Linked DNA regions of Mus musculus: region 2 is linked to region 1. Evidence: chromatin contacts called from public ChIA-PET data. All regions are on one chromosome and are shown on one strand. The core of a region is the stretch at or near the end of the contact, and the rest is flanking DNA. Distances in the headings are between cores, read along the strand shown.

Region 1 (5,241 bases), core at 1,007-3,506:
GTGTCCACACTTTGGTCTTCGTTCTTTTTGAGTTTCATGTGTTTAGCAAATTGTATTCCTCCATTGTTGGTGGGATTGCTCAAGATGCTGAACTCCAGAAATTCAAATAACCTCATTAAAAATGGGGTACAGAGCTAAACAAAGAATTCTCAACTGAGGAATACCGAAGGGCTGAGAAGCACTTGAAAAAAAATGTTCAACATCTTTAATCATCAGGGAAATGCAAATCAAAACAACCCTGAGATTCCACCTCACACCAGTCAGAATGGCTAGGATCAAAAATTCAGGTGACAGCAGATGCTGGCAAGGATGTGAAGAAAGAGGAACACTCCTCCATTGTTGGTGGGATTGCAAGCTGGTACAACCACTCTGGAAATCAGTCTGGCGGTTCCTCAGAAAATTGGACATAGTACTACCGGAGGATCCCGCAATGCCTCTCCTGGGCATATATCCAGAAGATGTTCCAACTGTTAAGAAGGACACATGCTCCACTATGTTCATAGCAGCCTTATTTATAATAGCCAGAAGCTGGAAAGAACCCAGATGCCCCTCAACAGAGGAATGGATATAGAAAATGTGGTACATCTACACAATGGAGTAGTACTCAGCTATTAAAAACAATGAATTTATGAAATTCCTAGGCAAATGGATGGACCTGGAGGGCATCATCCTGAGTGAGGTAACCCAATCACAAAAGAACTCACACAATATGTACTCACTGATAAGTGTATATTAGCCCAGAAACTTAGAATACCCAAGATATAAGATACAATTTGCTAAACAAAGCAACAGTTTTTAAATGGCCTTGTCTTATCATAGTGCACACCTGTGGCTTCATCCTTGGACCTGAGTGTTTTTCTTTGAACACAAATTTGTCCCAGGTCTATAATTCTTTTTAGTGTAATTATGAAAGCTCATTGTATTCTTTATTATGTAGCCTTTACTTTATGAGGAGGGGGTAAATTCTATTCCTGATTCTAATTTTATTACATCTTTTAGGCAAAACAACTAAAACCATGTAAAAAACTTTCTTCCTAAAATTATTTGAATCAAATCAGGAATTCTATGAAATCATTAACTCATCTAAGCAGCATTAATTCATGAAAGTTTATCTTTATGTCGATCTGCAGGAAATCTGCTCAATACAGTAGGCTAATGTCCAGAAGTTATTATACTATGTAATAGTGACTGGGAAAGGCATATCAGCTGCAAGAAGCAATCTTGAGAGGAAATTTCTGAAGGCCTTGCTATTCAGTTTACCCATCACCACCATGCAAAAATGGTGGGTCATCTCTAGAAAAGTCACCTGCATGCCTTTAGCCTATCCTAGATGGCTCTGACAGCATCTGATAGAAATAGAAGGCAAACCCAGGTGGAATAGCCTCAGTCCAGTCAGTGTGGAGCTAACTTAGACAAGTGATGTGAGGACAGAAGCTTAGTGTGCCTACAATACTGTGTGTTCAGCATCAGCAGTGATTGGCACTCAGTAGGTGTTTAATAAAGATTTTTTTTGTGTGTGTGAGAAGCCAAGTGAACTCATTATGGTACCTGCTTGGTGCTTTTAAATCATACTTGAAAAAATATTGAGAAAAAGCATGCCTTTCTTAAGTGATGGATTTATTACTCTGAGATACAAATTTTCTAGGGAAACGCACTTCTTAATATCTACTGCAATGAAAGACTGGGTTTATAGAGTAAATTATTTCTGAAAAAAGAAACTATTCTGCTGGAGAAAACCCAATGACAAGTTAAAATTGCACTGGCCTTGGTGAATGTGGCAGGCTCTGTCCAGTGCAACGTCACTGTTCTGATGGCAGCTAGGAAGCTACATTCTTTGCTACATATTCTTTTACTATTTTGTTACATTTAAGTCCTTGAAAAAATCTTACTTTAATATTAGTATTTTTGCTCAAAATGTTCCTTCCCCAAATTGAAAGTAGTTTATTGACTTACAATGTAACGTAACTTATTCTTTCTCTAAACTTATTGAATAAGCAATTCTCTGTGTACGATGTGTGTGGCAGCATTTCTTGCTACCTAACTACTTTGGACCATACTTCATCCACAGTTAAACATTGAGCATTTAGCCCCAGCTTTCTAGGGATTAGATAAATTTACCATGGCGGCAAATTTAGCAGGACTATCTGCTCAAGACAGTACTGCTGAATCCAGAGCCGCTAACTAGTCCTGGAACATTTCTGGGATCCCCAAGATGCCCAGGGGAGGAAAGCAGAGAAATCCAGTTGATTTCCCGGTCTCTGCCTGAGAGCTACCGGGCGACCCAAGACTCTCGCTCCTCCCTCACTCCCGGGACGGGGCGGGGCAGCCATCTCCCTGGCAACGGGACGCGCTGCAGTCCGAGCCACCTCGCTTCCAGTGCACCTAGCTCTGCAGGCAGAGCGGCTGGCGCTGGCTCGGTGATAGCCTCCTTGGCGCACGACTCCAAGAATCCTCTCTAGGTACGAGATGGCAGCACAGGAGGAAGGGACTGTGCTGAGGCTCAGCCCCTCAGAGCAGGAGGACGAGGAGGACGAGGAGGCGGCGGCTGCAAGGAGAGTGCAACGCTTTGCCCTAGACCCGCGGGTGCGCTTCCTGGGAGGCCGTCTGCGCCAGGCGTTGAGGTTCCCGGAGGAGACGTGGGGCCAGTATCTGGAGAGCGATGACCACCGGCAGGTCCTAGGAGACTTTTTGGAGAGCACTGGTCCTGCCAGCCTGGTGTTTAGTGTTGCGACCGCCGGGCGGCTCTCGGCTTCCCCCGAGGTAAGGCGCGACCCGAGAGGGATGCCCGCTGCCGGACTTAAACAGAACTTGAAGTCAGCCTCTTGGACTGATCCGGGTCCCCGTGTGCACCAGCTCTGCAGAAAACGCTGTACTTTAGTTTTCTACAAGGGATGCCTGCCAGAAGGGATGGTTGTCTAAAATGATGTTAGAAAACTAGCGCAGTCTGTGATGCCTGGGCTTATGGCGCCTGGGGAGCTTTTTGGGCCAAATAACTTATGTTTCAGTCCCCGGTGGAACTCTAGAGTCATATCCTTTTAAAAAACGATAGCAAAGTATTAGGCAAAACCCTTATAGCTTGAGTTGTTTCAGTATCTACCAACTACATTTTGTCCAGGAAAGAAATAATCGAGTTCTAACAAAAAGCGGGGCGGGGGACTGGCTGGATTATTGTGGCACTTACTATATTACCCCTGGCACTTGGGAGGCAGAGGAGGCAGGAGGATCTCTGTGAGTTCCTGGCCAGCCTGGTCTACACAGCAAGTTCCAGGACTACACCATGAGACCCTGTCAAAACCACAAACAAACAAAATATAAACAACAAAACCAACAATAACAACCATTAGACTGGCTGGTGTCATTTAAAACACAGAATAAACATATTTGTTGCATAGATTAGATAGTGATTTCAAGGAGCATTATCTTAGCAATTAAATTGTAAATTCTTTTTAGAACATATATTCATTTTTTATGTGTATGTATGTTTGCCCGCATGTATGTCTGTGCACCTTGTGGGTATCTGGTGCCCATGGAGGTCAGAAGAGATGTGTTGGGATTCCTTGGAACTGGGGTTACAAATTATTGTGAATTACCACCATGTGGGTGCTTGAAAAGGAAACGTCTGCCCCCACCCCCCACCCCCAACGTAAATTCCAAGTAAAGTAACCTGTCTACTTGTTTATAGCAGAGGTGTGCCCTGGAAAGTTACATATCAATAGCACTCTGAAAACTTATGTCCAATTGTCTTATTCTCTGATGTGTTTTTCTTTAAAACTGATGGTAGTTCCATGGTGTGTGTGTGTGTGTGTAGCTTGTAATTTGCACAGGCTTCAAGCTTAATAGGCATTGCCTTTTTTTGCTTTCTTTTCCTTCCTTCTTTTCTGATTTTGGAGCCCTTGCCCAGTAGGTTATCTGTTGGGCCTGGGGTTCATGTTGTAAATGACCAGATGTCGTCATTTAGGATAGGTGTGAGGCAAGCCCTCAGAATGGTTGCATTACAGCTGTGTGAGTTTTGAATATCTTTGTTTTGATATTCTCCTAATTATAACTTTAAAAAATAAGTTAGTATGTCAGACAAGTCAAGACACCTTAAACTCTCAGAGCATAGAAACTAAATAGTGTAGTATTTACCAAACCAAACAAAACCAAAAAACCCTTAACAGTTATAGGAATGTTAAATTATCTTGGCTAAACACTTCTTTGCCTTGACAGCAGGAATGCAAATTAACCCCTTTTTATCTCAGTTTGGCTTATTTTCAAACAAGAGAAAAATTAGCAAAAGGGGGGAAAAAACCTTACTAGGATTAAAATGTTCTTATGTTTGGTTTTGTATATGAGCTTCTTACGGTATATGCTGTTGAGGAGTAATGGACATGTCTTTGAGGGTGGTATTGTTTAAAAAAAAAAAAGGGAAAAAGAGAACCCTACCTTTTTCAGGACACAGAAGAGCAACAGAGCAACCTTGTTTGTAAACATGGGCAAGATGCCATGGTTTTACTTCTTCTGTTGGCAATCTGTCTGCAAGTGGGATACAGCAAACCCTGCTTGTTAACAAAGAGATTCTGTAGTGAACTCGAACTAATTATCTTGCTTTTGTTCCAGATTCCAAGAGATGTGAAACACAAGCTGGTTTATTTTGCCAAGAAGATGACTGAAAACATGGGAGAAAGTGATTTCTCCCAAACCATTTTATTTGGAGAAATACCCAGGTCATTGCTTACACATGTAACTGCATTCCTAGATGAGGTATTGGTCTGTCTCTAATATCTGAGTGCTTTCTTGACCTCCAGACACCTGGTACTGGTTGAGCCACTCTGTCTACTTAAACAGAAGAGAGTGAGAAGCCAGGAATTTCTTTGGCCAGGGGTACGAAGTGATCCCGTTCAGCCTGTTTTCTGAACTCAGTCACTGCTCACTAACAATGACTAGCTCCCTGTCAGATCACCCTCTCTCTCACTCTTCCCTTACTCCTTTCACAATGCTGGAAGCATTTACCTGTCAATTTGAACTGACGAGGTTCTGTCAGTTAGCTATAGGTTTTAGGTATCACAGTCAGGGTAGAAATTACCTCACACTTTCATCCGTTTTTCAAATTCCTATTACAAGGTAGTAACTAAATGGAGTTTTACCTATGTCAGAGAATGGAAGGCAGTAATGAAGTCACCAATTGTTCACAAATTCTCTCTTCCCTGTGCTGAGGGTGGTCAGTGTATTAAAGGATTGTTCATCAGCGTTGGGAGCTGT
Region 2 (5,241 bases), core at 1,585-4,084, 57 kb before region 1:
ATAAAGCTATGAGAGTTAAAGGGACAACTAAAATAGGATTAAATAGGGAAAAGATAGGAGAGAGAATGAAGAAGGAAAAATGGAGAGCTAGAACTAGTAATAAAGGCCATTTGAAAAAACCCAAGGAAACCTGCTACTGTAGAAGCTTCCGAAATATATAAATATATGAAAGAAATGTAAATGGAGTCACTAAATAGTAAGACAGTGCCCCAAGAAGACATCTTATGCTGCTAAGTCAACCTTTGGTTCCAGGGTAGGTACATGCCAGCACTCACATACTCACATCTTGTTGAATCCTTAACCAATGGGGTCCCATCAAACCTGCCAAACATTACAGACGATTGCCAAGGCTCTCCACATCTTATTTCTAAGGCACTATTTCTGAAAAGAATACTTATGTCATAAAGTACATAAAAGTCAAACTGGTACCTAATTAGAAGCTTCACTCCTACTAATTAGCATTCATGGTTCTGGAAGATATTCTGCATAATGCAAGAGAAAGTAACCCAGCTACAAACCCTGCAACCTGCTTGTAAGACATTCTGATACAATAGTGGCACAAATGCTATGGGAACAATTAACCATTTTTTAAATTTGGATTCAAGAACTTCTTCATGAGGTGATCCCTGTACCTGAAACTGATAAAGTGGCCAAGAACCAGAGACTAGCTAGGTCTTGGACCTAGAGGAAAACCTACTTCCTCTGCTAAAGGAACATAGGAATGAGTGACTCCTAATGACATACTGCTGTGCCCATAGGCCAGTGCCTCACTCAGTCCTCATCAGAGTAGCATCTTGCAGATAGGAATGAACACAGATCCATTACTGGACATTGTACAGACTGAACACTTGGTCCTAAGTGGGTTGTCTTCAAACTTAAAGACTTACACAGGTTCAAGTTAGATGGGGCCACAGCACTGAGAGGAGCGAGTGGACATGAGGTCCAATCCTTAACCAAGAAGCTATTTGTAATTGATACCCACTAACAATGAAAAAATCAAGTTTTGCCCAATAAAGTGTCACTGGGTTTATCAGCCATGGTCCAGGGCAGTCTCCATCCCCAAGAATAGTTGGAAAAACAAACAAACAAACAAACCCCTCTATGTCATATGGGAGGGGAGCTTTTTATTTCATTTCGCCTTGTTTTGACAATTTTTGCCTTGTTGGTCTTTTGCCTGGTTGTTCTGACTTTAGTTTCTATGGTTTAGTTTTCTTTTGAAAAAGAAGCAACATAAAGTTGCTTGGATAGAGAGATGGAGAATTTCTGGGGGGGCATCAGGAATGAAAAGCATGGTCAAAATATACTGCATGAAAAAATGAATAAAATTTTCTATATTATAGTGTTATATACTAAATATTTTAGAGATAGTTACAGTATGTTATTATTATAGAGATACATTAATAGTGTCTAATTTTGGTTTTACTTCTTATTCCACCTTGGAGAATATCTGATTTTTTTTTTTCAGGGTAGGGGAACAGATCATCTAGTTTCTCACTGTTTAAATACAACTTTAGAACCCTGGATTAAGTTGAGGAAGCTCCCTTCCATTGCCTTTTTCTCCCCCTCTCTTTCTCTCATTTTAATCATAAAGGGTTTTTAATGCCTAACACTTTATTGCATTTATTATAATAATTATGAGCTTTTAAAAAATCTGTATAGTTGTTACAAGTCAAAGGATTTTTGCATATGTATGGTAAAACCCTCCTGGTTATGGTGTATAATTCTCTTTATAAGTGACTGGATTTTGTCTGCTGCACCCTTTTCCCCCTCCTTTCCCCCTCCCTCTCTCTGCCAGCCTCTCTTGTGTCTCTGTCTCTGGGGAATGCTGGCATCATAAGCATGTGCCATACACTGCTTAGTTTGCTGATGTTGAGGATTCTCTTCATATGTGTTCATGAGGTGCTTGTCTCTACTTTTCTTGTATATTGGCCTTCAAGTGAATTGGGAAGTGTTCCCTGTAGTTTTCTTCTTTGAACAAGTCTTTGAAAAGCTTGAAAAAGTTCACACACACACACACACACACACACACACACACACACACACACACACACACTGAGCAGGAGGTGATTATAATAGTACAAACCTTTATCCCAAGCACTAGGTAGCAGAGTCAGTTGGTTCTCTTTTAGGCCAATCTGGTTTACTTAATGAATTCCAGGACAGTCAGTGCTGTATAGTGAGACCTTGTCTCAAAACAAGCAAAAACTTATACATACAGGGGAAAGGGATTTCACGAGAAAAGCTATTTGACTCTCCGCTTTGTAGTTTTTTTTCTGACTAGTTCTTTTTGTTACAGATTTACTTTGACCATTTGTCTTTGCTTGTTTGTTTTTCAAATTTTCTGTTTAAGATGTGTCAGCCTAGGTGGTTGGTGACACTTAATGCTCCTCTAAGAGCCCTTTTATTTTCATGAGATTGATAATGATTTTTATTTGTGAGTGGGGTAATTGAGTCTTTTTGTCTTGGTTAGTTTAGCTGAAGCTTTATTGCTTTGTTGACTTCTGGGAGCATATGTTTTTTTCCGATCTCAAAGCTCACTCTCCCTGTCTACCTGTGCTTCTTTTCACAGATTCACCAACCTGTGGTTTTGCCTTATCTCGAGTAACGCTGTATCTTTCCCTCAGGTGCCTTTGCAACAGTGGTTTCCTTTTAAAAACAAGCCCTTCAGTTAAACTTCAGCTTTCTTACAGATGGTTACAGATGGTCAGTTTCTTTGAGATTGGAGTTCATTCTAGCTAGAATTGGGGCTTTTAAGTGGCAAGTGTGGTAGAGTGCTACCTGATGTAACAGCTGAGTGCTTGGAGGCAGGGACAATAGGCTCACATTTTCTTAACCTTGCCTCTTCCGGCTTGGCAGCTCTAATTTATGAACTGTGCATGAAGGTCAGGAAACACCTAGGCCATATCATTTTCATCAGTCACAATTACTGCAGAGTTCAGTAAGTTGGGCACTGGGTGCCTTTTAGCCACACTCAACAGGAGCTCAGCCTCAGCAACAGGCAGTAGAATGAGAAGCACTGTGCCCTGCCCCTCTCTGGAAGAGGCTGGAGGGAGGAAGCCCTCATGGCTGTACTGTTCTGTAACTCTCCTTTGTCATGGAGGTGGAAAGGAAGAAAAGGAGTTAGTCTTAGATCTATAGACTCCATTGTTACATACTTTAGATTTCAGAGAGAATATTAGTTTTTGCTGTTATTAGTTTTTAGGACTATGACCAGAGATTTTTGAATAGTGTATTGGGAGGTAGATTTATAATTTATTAGTTTTGCTGGGAGGGGTTCATGGAATTCCTTGTCACACTGACCTGCTCTACAAGTGAATCTTAGAACCGTATTCCCCCCGCCCCCCAAGACAGGGTTTCCCTGGCTGTTCTGGAACTCACTCTGTAGACCAGGCTGGCCTCAAACTCAGAAATTTGCCTGTCTCTGCCTCCCAAGTGCTAGGATTAAAGGTGTGCACGGTATATTTTAACTATCTTTTTGATATTTAGAGGATAATTCTCAAGAGGTTTGTTTTCTTTCCTACCTGTGGGTAGCATGCCTACAACTCCAACAATAGGGAGTCTGTGACAGGGAAATCGTGAATATGAGGATAACTGCAACATTATAGCTAGTACAGGCAGTCTGAGCTATGTAGTAGACATAAATTCTGAAGCTTACCACATTTTCATATAAGTGTTTATATAGTACATGACCATATTTGATTTTTTTTTCCTTAATGAAAAAATTTCTCATGTGTTTTTGTTCAGACATACTCAGAAAAGCATTTTCTAATCATGTAGATGGCCTACCTGTGTTTTTGGCACAGATAGAAGCTGAGTTTAGGGTATAATGGTATTGGTTTTGTTCTGTTAGGGGCAGCAGTGAACCAGGAAAGAAGAAGCAGCATGTTTGCCACATTGAAGGGTGTGGGAAAGTATATGGCAAGACCTCTCACCTCCGAGCACATCTCCGATGGCACACTGGAGAAAGACCGTTCATATGCAACTGGATGTTTTGTGGCAAAAGATTCACAAGGAGCGATGAGCTTCAGAGACACAGAAGGACCCACACAGGTTAGTTGGTTTCTCTTGGAGAGAGAGATACTACTTCGTTTTCGAGTGCTTAGTGAAAGTTGCACTGTTGAAGGTCAAGATGCCTTGCTTTCTTTCTGACATACATTTATTTTACTTACTAAATTTTATCACCAGATTTATATGGCCTGGAATTTTTTCCTTTTGCTCATTAGGATGCTAAATCCATACCATGTTTTTCTAAAGTGTGTGTATGTATATGTATATATTTTTCTAAAGAGTATATATTTATTATATATATATGAGAAGAGAATTAAATTTTGATTGTATAGGTTTTTCCAGTGCAAGGGCATCTTGTCAGTTGGGAGCCAAAGAATACCACAAAGTCATACCACAAAACAAATATCACATAAGAGATTTACTGGGAAGAACAGAATGGCAGCTACCTCTTAAACAGCAGAGGGCTGGGTGAAGGGGAGGGGTTTTATAGTGTTTGGAGCATGTGCAGTGAGCTGGTGGAAAAGTACAGCATGGCTGGTTGACTTTTTTTTGGGGGGGTGCTATATCACTAAGTCATGAGTAGAGATTTTCAAGCCTTAGGAGCTTCAGGTCAAGTCAGGGCAGGGAGTATTTCCCTTTAATCCCTATAATGGTATTAGTGACTCTGTTTTGCCTTTTCAAGCCCAGGGAGTGTCAAAAATAATACAACAAACATCCACTTAACACTCAAGTTATATTTTTTTGTTACTTTTAGTAAATCAACTCACTAAAGAAGTTAGGACCAAAGTCAAAAGCCACCATCAGTCTATGATTTGGCTTCTAGTATATTTCTAAACCAGTGCATATTATCTGTGGGTATACATGGAAGTAGTGTTTTATACAGGCCATAAATATTATATGATACCATCCACATACTTTTACTCAAGTCCACTATGCATGTGTGTTTATATTTTTAGAGATGTGCAGTATTCTGTCATGTGATTATCACACTGATCATTTTGCATACTGTTAGTTATTGGAGGGTTATTTGCTGTCACCAACTTTGCTTCTCTGAAGTATTGGACATGTTTAAGGGGCAAGAGTATTAATCACAGAGAATGTGTGTTTGGTAGTAGAGTCTCTAAAGTGGCTCCTTAACATTTCTGCCTCACTAGTGCTGATCAGAAGTTCTGTTCATATGCTCTCACTGCTGTAGTTCCAGGCTTCAGAAGTTTGTGTTTATCTAAAACTGTT

Evidence for each region. ChIA-PET counts read pairs in DNA pulled down with a chosen protein or histone mark.
Region 2: a contact with region 1 is called in an RNA polymerase II ChIA-PET map of memory CD8 T cells, with 33 read pairs. The contact joins the enhancer-like site here to the promoter of Dnah11 in region 1. A contact is called at or near these places in 1 of 39 promoter capture datasets (liver), 2 of 484 Hi-C or Micro-C datasets (liver and nephron progenitors), 1 of 115 datasets of contacts at active chromatin or transcription factors (memory CD8 T cells) and 2 of 9 other capture datasets (adipose tissue and embryonic stem cells).

What each region holds. Positions count from the first base shown.
Region 1 is chr12:118,196,058-118,201,298 of GRCm38.p6, reverse strand. Dnah11 (dynein, axonemal, heavy chain 11) reads left to right here and starts at 2,256. Exons shown (of 82, transcript NM_010060.3): 1 at 2,256-2,760; 2 at 4,600-4,743. The coding sequence starts at 2,467.
Region 2 is chr12:118,253,219-118,258,459 of GRCm38.p6, reverse strand. Sp4 (trans-acting transcription factor 4) reads left to right here. Exons shown (of 6, transcript NM_009239.4): 5 at 3,851-4,050. Among named protein-coding and RNA genes, the nearest start is that of Sp4, 46 kb to the left of the region's middle. Within about 2 kb of position 2,834, at least 31 of the 459 cell types and tissues checked have an H3K27ac peak or open chromatin away from gene starts, as enhancers often do. A contact at or near this core is called in memory CD8 T cells, where this site is marked.